Regions from separate parts of the Mus musculus genome. Here region 2 is linked to region 1. Evidence: chromatin contacts called from public Hi-C data. All regions are on one chromosome and are shown on one strand. The core of a region is the stretch at or near the end of the contact, and the rest is flanking DNA. Distances in the headings are between cores, read along the strand shown.

Evidence for each region. A called contact is a pair of places that touch in the nucleus more often than the background predicts.
Region 2: a Hi-C map of liver shows a contact between it and region 1, with 6 times the contacts expected there. The contact joins two enhancer-like sites. A contact is called at or near these places in 8 of 484 Hi-C or Micro-C datasets (adipose-derived mesenchymal stem cells, cumulus cells, liver and 1 more) and 3 of 115 datasets of contacts at active chromatin or transcription factors (embryonic basal ganglia, embryonic hindbrain and pancreatic cancer cells).

What each region holds. Positions count from the first base shown.
Region 1 is chr13:28,530,083-28,533,573 of GRCm38.p6, forward strand. All of the region lies in intron 7 of 2610307P16Rik (RIKEN cDNA 2610307P16 gene), which reads right to left. Among named protein-coding and RNA genes, the nearest start is that of Gm40841, 110 kb to the left of the region's middle. Within about 2 kb of position 1,834, at least 68 of the 459 cell types and tissues checked have an H3K27ac peak or open chromatin away from gene starts, as enhancers often do. A contact at or near this core is called in liver, where this site is marked.
Region 2 is chr13:28,858,719-28,862,606 of GRCm38.p6, forward strand. All of the region lies in intron 2 of 2610307P16Rik (RIKEN cDNA 2610307P16 gene), which reads right to left. Among named protein-coding and RNA genes, the nearest start is that of 2610307P16Rik, 25 kb to the right of the region's middle. Within about 2 kb of position 2,068, at least 19 of the 459 cell types and tissues checked have an H3K27ac peak or open chromatin away from gene starts, as enhancers often do. A contact at or near this core is called in liver, where this site is marked.

The DNA.
Region 1 (3,491 bases), core at 584-3,083:
AGATGGCTCAGTGATGTTGTGTGTTCACTGCTCTGGCAGGGTACTTAGGTCCCAGCACAGCACAGCAACCACATCAAACAGCACACACCTACCTGTCTGAAACTCAGGTACAGGAAAAGTGAATCTCTCTTTTCACTTCTGCAGGCTCCTGCATACATGTGTACTCAGGTACACACACACCCACATGCACATACAAAAAAAAAAAAAAACTGAAAGGAATTAAGAGTGGGTACTAAGGCTCTTCCTGGAAGCTGTAGGTTATTAAATAAAATCCCCAGTGCCAGTTGTGGAACACCTCCCTATGGCCAATGAGATCCTAAAAGGTTATTGCCCCAGATCTGTGTTGCTACCTGGACCTTGACAGTAAGGCTCTAATGCTGAAGATACCCCATACTCAGAGAAAACAAACGACAGCTCAGCTAGAAGCTTCTTCCTAAGAACCTCATCCATCTTCATAGCGTCAGGAGTAGTTACATAGACTGCTGGGGGTCGGGGAGTCATCAACGATTTGACCCAGTTGTCAATCGTAACTGATAAGCAATTCTGTGCCCTCTGATGCAATAGTGGCATGACCGTTATAAGGACAACCAATCAACCCCACTGGATTTGAGGCCAGTTTTACAGGAAGGACCTTATGCCTGTTTCTGTAAATTTTGTCGAGAGTCCATGGCTATGGCCATCATAGGCCATAACGGGGGACCTACTACCATCTTTTTGGCTAAATTGTCTTGTTGTCAAACTACCCTCTAAATATTCTATCTTATAGCCATAGGCTAGTACTATTCTTAATCTTAGTCAGAGAAGCTGCTTACCACAGTAGACAGTGTTCAATATCTTGTCACCTATAAGTGACAAGAATAAGTAGTGATGCAGTGCTCATCAGCAAATGGGACAGTTGTCACTTCCTCCATGGTTCAGAGACCATCACAGGAGAATGTGTTGAAAATAATGTCAGGGAGAGAAGAGAGAATAGGGAGACATGCTGCATAAAGACATCTCCTGGATATGATGCAACTCATGAACTGACTTCATCTTTGGTAATCTGCATAAGACACACTCAAGATTGAGAATGTAAACATTTCATCACGGACAGGAAAGAGGCCCATGAGACGAGATCCCTCTACAAGGGACTATTGTCAATCTGTGGTCGTTGGGCAAGAGGATCATTTTATTCTATTGTAAATTCACTGATAAGTAGCCCCTGTTCCAGGCAAATACCTCTTAGCCACATAGGCAAGAAACTCTACCTAAATTCAATGGTCCACAGACAAAAATAACTATTACATATGCTTAGACTTCCAGAGTCTCCCTATCCACCTTAACTCTAATATCAACAGAGAAAGGTGTGCGAGGTAGAGTTCCCATCCTCTCCCCCTTATCAGAGCAGCATGGCTGGCCTTCACATTGCTGCCTGGGAGAATTGGTAAAACCCTAGCTGGGGACCTCATTGAACCCTGACCTCATTTGACCCTGTCTTCCTATGCATCACTCATCTCCTGGACAGGATTACATTTCCCAACCTCTTCCACAGCAGCACTAAGAAAGGAAATTGCAAGCTCTGTGTGGTAAATGACCTGGACAGTGCAAAAGTCTTGGGAGGGAGGTAAGACGGAGGGGTGAGGAAGCACAATGAGATACTTTCACCCTGCCAAATTCCCATCCCTCGTTGGGCTGTAGGGAGATGCCAGAAAGGAAAGCCAAGAAGAGGTGGGAGGCTAAGTGGAAACTGCTCCTCCTCTTCCCTGGCACTTCCTGGCTGGGTGTCTGTAAACATATCTCTAGCACTACCCCACACAGGGAGTCTGGGGAAGAGGCACAGACTTGTTTAACCCCGTGAGCCATGCCATCTATATCAGAGGCCTCGGTAACTCCTAGAGAAGACGGGCAAATGCAGTGAGCAGGTAAGGACAGGAAAGGTGGCGTGTAGCCCAAACATCGATCTTTCCACTAACGGTCAGAGAGCCCTTGGGAAAGACTCCAGGATGAAACTGGACTATATACTTAGACTATGGAAGTCTAAGTGTATGTAATAGCTCCTTCTGTCTGTAGACCATAGAATTTAGGTAGAGTTTCTTGCCTATGCAGCAAGGAAGAAGCCCTACATGTTCTTTTGCTTTCCCACCCTGCCATCACACTGCCAAGGCCCTCCCTTGGTTCTGTACAAGAGGAACAAGGTGCTATGGCTGGTGGAAGAGTAGTCCGCAGCACAGAAAAGAGCTTGGCCTAGAGACCGAAAAGCAAGCCAGAGTGAAAGGCAGACACATTTGGGATGGTGAAATCCCAACCCATTGACTTGTGGCCAGAGCAGAGCCTGTAAGTAAATGTGAACTTGCCAATGGCTCTCCTTGTATGAGCCAAAAGTCAATGTTTGACAGACTGGGATCTGTGCCAAACTCCAGCTCAGTGGCCTCCCACAGGGGACAACTTCAAAGAAATGAGATTTAGTGAAACAATCTGTGTCTGTTGCCAGAGGCCTGGGCTCACAGGTCAGACTCTGAGCCCATTTTCTGGGCTCCCAATCCTCTGTGCTCAGTTCCCCCTCAGGTACTCGACACCAATATTAAATGTTTCATTGATCTGCCCTGTCCACTAGGCAGGGGTAAGAGCTGACCTCTTTTGGACATTACATCCTCAGGACCAAATAAACTAGTTCTAGACTTTAAAATGTAATAGTTACTAGACACATGGCCTTTGCGCACTTGACACATGGCCAATCCAAGCTTATGGACTTATGATAGAGATATATCATCAGTTTAAAATACACAGTAGATTTCAAGAAATATGTATGAAAAATAAATTAAATCATCTCTTTAATTATTTCTATTAATTAAATATTGAAATCGCATTTTACATGTTAGGTTAAATAAAATACACCATTAAAATGGATTGTCTCTGTTTCTTTTCTTCTCTTTAAAATCACTCATGTGATGTGTATTATATTTACATTGGACTACAGTGTTCGGAGCATGTTGTAAGTGCAGAGAGATGGATGGATAAAAGGGAAAAAAGTCTTTAAAACTTGACCTAAGAAAGATCAGCATTAATATTTTTATATCTACATGGAACAAGTAGATCAAAATGGTTGAAAACAAATGAAGCATAGCTGTTTTGGGAAGCAACTTTTGTATCTGGAACAACATTTAACTCTGAGTCATTTGCTGTGAGAAAATGCTTACTGTTCTTATCAGAACTCCTAAAGCATGAGAGAGTGACAGGCAGTTGGCCAGGCCACATAATGCAGGCCAGACTCAGCCTTCAATCCTGCAGTAAGGATTTAGAGGAACAGAAGACCAAGACAGTACTGACTGCAAAGAATTATCAGAGAGGAAAGAAGGAAGAAATAATTAAAAATAAGGAGGAAAGGAAAGAAGGAAGGAAGGAGCGAGCTTACAAATAACAAATCTGGAATTCCTATATCTGCTAAGTTTCTTCTTATTCTAAATATAAGGTTCCTATAATCTGATTACTTTTAATACACTCACTAGATTTTT
Region 2 (3,888 bases), core at 818-3,317, 330 kb after region 1:
CTTGTTGAGGGGGTAATTAAGCTAAAATGGGATCATAAGAGTGAACCATAATCCAAAATAGCAAATTTGTGAGAAAATAGAATTTGGATATCATTTCCTATAAAAGAAAGGAATAGGGAGGCAGAGGCCAGCCATGTGCTACACAAGGAGACCCAGAAGAGAGCCTTCACTCTCACACACTGGAGGAAATCTTGGACTTGCAGCCACCAGAAGTACGGGAAAGACTTCTGTTGTTAGAGCCATCTGGTCTGTGGCTCTCTGCTATGTTCGTTGTAGAAAGTGTCCCGATACCTCTGCACATGCTCTCAGACCATTAGCTCCCCAAAGGCCCCCTGAATCTACCAGACTTAAGTTTTCTGGGACTGGATATAGCTCAGTTCTAGAGTGCTTCCCTACCATGTACAAAGTCCCAGGTTCAAGCCCCAGTACTGGAGGCAGAGCACGTCATACTCTAAACCCTAACTGCACATTAGGGGTGGGGTTTTAGCTCAGTGGTGGACAGCTTGCTTGGTCACCAGAGGCATGGCTTGTCCACAGCACCCTATAATAAATAAGCAGGTTTCCTTTGAAATTCCAGACTTGAGCTACCTGTTTCATGTAGTAATGTGTCTCCCCACGCGCTCAATGCTTTATTACTTCTGGTTTTGTTTGATGTTGTTGGTTTGGGATTTGGGGAAGGGGGAGTCTGCCCACCCATTTTCGAGGTCTACCTTTGTGCCATCCACCAGAAGCCAGCAATCAAAGAAAAGTTCTGGTTTTGCTAGAACAATTATGTGTGTCAAGTATAGAAAGAACACCCTCTTTTCAGAAGATAGAGAATTGCCTTCCAGCAGAGAGAGAGAGAGAGAGAGAGAGAGAGAGAGAGAGAGAGAGAGAGAGAGAGAATGAATCAGAGGGGGTGGGTAGGTGCCATAAACATGGGGGTGGGCATGCTAGAATATCAAGTCATTCAATAGGAACATTAAGTCCTCAGCTCATCTTCAGTAGTGGCATCTAGTCCCATAGCAGGGCCACAGTCTTGCCGCACTATGACTTCCTGGGCCTCCTGGTACAGAAAATGCAGTACGTGCTTCTAACATACACGCCAACCTATGCATCATAAAGAATGAATTCACTGCGGCAGATCCAACAGAAATAATTCCCAATAATTTGTCAGAATTAACCTTTTGGTAAAACATAAATTTGTCTAAGTTTAAAGCACTTGGAAGGGGCGCAGGGGTCCACTGGTATTATCCAGATGCTGCGTCAGCAAGTTGACAGTAGCGAAAAAAGACCAGTGCTGAACACAGCGACTGCCCTGTTCACTCCATCTTCAGCACCATAAACAGAAGCTGCCAGTTCAGCACAGGCAGGCAGTGATTCACCGGCAAGTACCCCTTCCATGGTTAGTCCTAGAAATGTCAAATCGTGTAATTAACAACAGACCCTAACAAGTTTGCAGTCAGGTCTATAGTAACAAATGAGGAGTTTCAGGCCAGCCTTTTCAAGTGTTCTCAGGCTTACGATTCTTAGTATTCAGTAGCCACCATCCCATAGAACACAGAAGAATCCCAGTCCCCACGGGGAGATTTCTGTGTTGGAAGCAATTACTGCACACTCGATTTCCTCCAAACGTTGGCCAAGAGCCTGCACCCTTATTGTTCTTTCCTGAAAGAAGGGAATCTGGCTAAAATCAGCACTTTCTTCTAGACATTTCAATAGTCATCACTATTCAAGATCTTTTTTAACATTAAGTTTTTATGACCAAATACAAAACAAAACTAACCCAAAGAAAGGCCAGTGAGTTTGCTTAGTGGTAAAGACATTTTGCTGAGTTAGATCCTTAGGCCCACATGGTGGAAGGAGAGAACAAATTCCCAAAAATTGTCTTCTAATCTCTACAGACAGGCTCCAACACTAGCACCTATGCAGAGTGACACAAAACCACAAAATACATAAACGAACTAGCTAGTAAAGAAGTATAACTTTTAATTTTTTTTTTTTTAAGTAGATAAGGTAGGCTTGATGGCACATACCCTTAAGTCCAATACTGGGGAAGAAGTAGCAGGCAGATCTCTTATGAGTTCAAGGCCAGCCTTATCGTCATAGGAAGCCCAGGTCAGCCAGGGACACATTAAGAAATCTGGTCTCACAAAAAGTTAATAATTAATTGCAAAGTAAAAACTTTTAAAATCTGGGATTTTCCTGATAACAATAAGAAAAAAATTTTGTGGCAACATTTCCATGAGTCCAGAAAAACCTGAAAAATCTATGTAGTTTTCACAATTTTATTATTTTACAAAATAATTTTATTATATTATAAAAACTTTAACATGGATTAGAATGCTCAATATTTATAGAATAGTCAGCATTTTTTTGTTGTTGTTGTTCTTGTTTTGCTTTTGTTTGCGGGAGAGGGCTGTTTGTATTGGTTTGGTTTGGTTTTAGTTTTTTGAGATAGGGTTCCTCTATGTAGCCCTGACTGTTGTGGAACATGCTACATAGACAAGGCTGGCCTCAGACTTACAGAGATCCACCTGACCCTGCCTCCCAGGTGCAGGGTTTAAAAGACATGCAGCACCACTGCCTGGTGAATAGTCAACATTTGTATGAAAAATACTTGAAAATATAGATCCCTGGTCAATCCAAAGACCAAAGTAGTTGAATCGAGCCTTTCCAAGACATTTCAGCCTGATTATTCTGAAACATTTCATAAAATGGATTTAAATTTCCCTTGGATATCTCACCCAAATCAGAAAAGCAAATATATTAATTTCCCTTGGCATGACTGTAGCCATCTTGAATCACAACCCTTTGACTGTCCTTGAGATTTTCCTCCACACTTTCTCAGCAAACTAGGTTTAAGGGTGAAGTTAGCAAGACTCATCTCTAGCCCTTGCAGATGCAACTCACTCCTTGGCAAGTCACTCAGCTTCCACAGGACCAGCTACCCTTGCTTGTCACAAGCCACACACTTCCGAGATGAAACCACCTTACAATGTCAACCAATATTGACATCTACTGAACTGTTTGACAACCATTAGCCTAGCCAATACAAGTGAATAGCCAACTCTTCCTTCATTTCTAGGTAGACACTTAAAAATCTGTGCTAAATGCATCAGCCCACTGCTGTCAGGAACTTCTAATGGAGCTTTACGGACAAGTAAATAGAGCTCATGGCTCAGTAGGCTGATGGCCAGGTCTCTGTATTCACAGTTGTAATTAACAATGGACTACATTAATTGGTTGGATAAATGAAGTCTCTCTAAGCCAAACACTATGGCGATGGTTGTCATCTTCATCATGCAGCCTAAAACAAGAATCTTAAACCTATGCTCAGAAGCCAAAAATAAATAAAATAAAACCATTGTGAAGAAACTTAGAATTCCTAAGTAGTCACAAAGGAATTAAACAGAGCCCAGGATTTCCATGGAACCTAGGAGAAAGGATCATTTCATGGGATTTCCTGGTTCACAAGGAGCCCCTAGACTGACCTCTGCAATGCTTCATTGAAAGACCCTCGGCAACTGTAAAATGATTAGTGAAGTTCTAGTCAAAGGCGGACGAGCGCTGCTTTCCCTACTACTGTCTTACCAAAGATGAAGGAAAACTGGGCCACCAGCACAAGCTGGAGAAGTGGAGGATGCACCTGAGGCTTGCTTGGCTTGTTTCTTTTGGGACAAGGACTCCTCGCTATGTAGACCAGGCCTTAAACTCTCAGAGGCCTACCAACCCTCTGCCTCCCTAGTACAAGGATTAAAGCATGGACCACCGAGCCCAGTTTGTTTGTTTTTGTTTAACAACAACAACAACAACAACAACAACAAAAACCTGAAGAAACAAAGCTATATACAGACACAGAAAAGCACAAACCCTTTTAGGTTCAAATCATCTACTTTTTCTGATTTT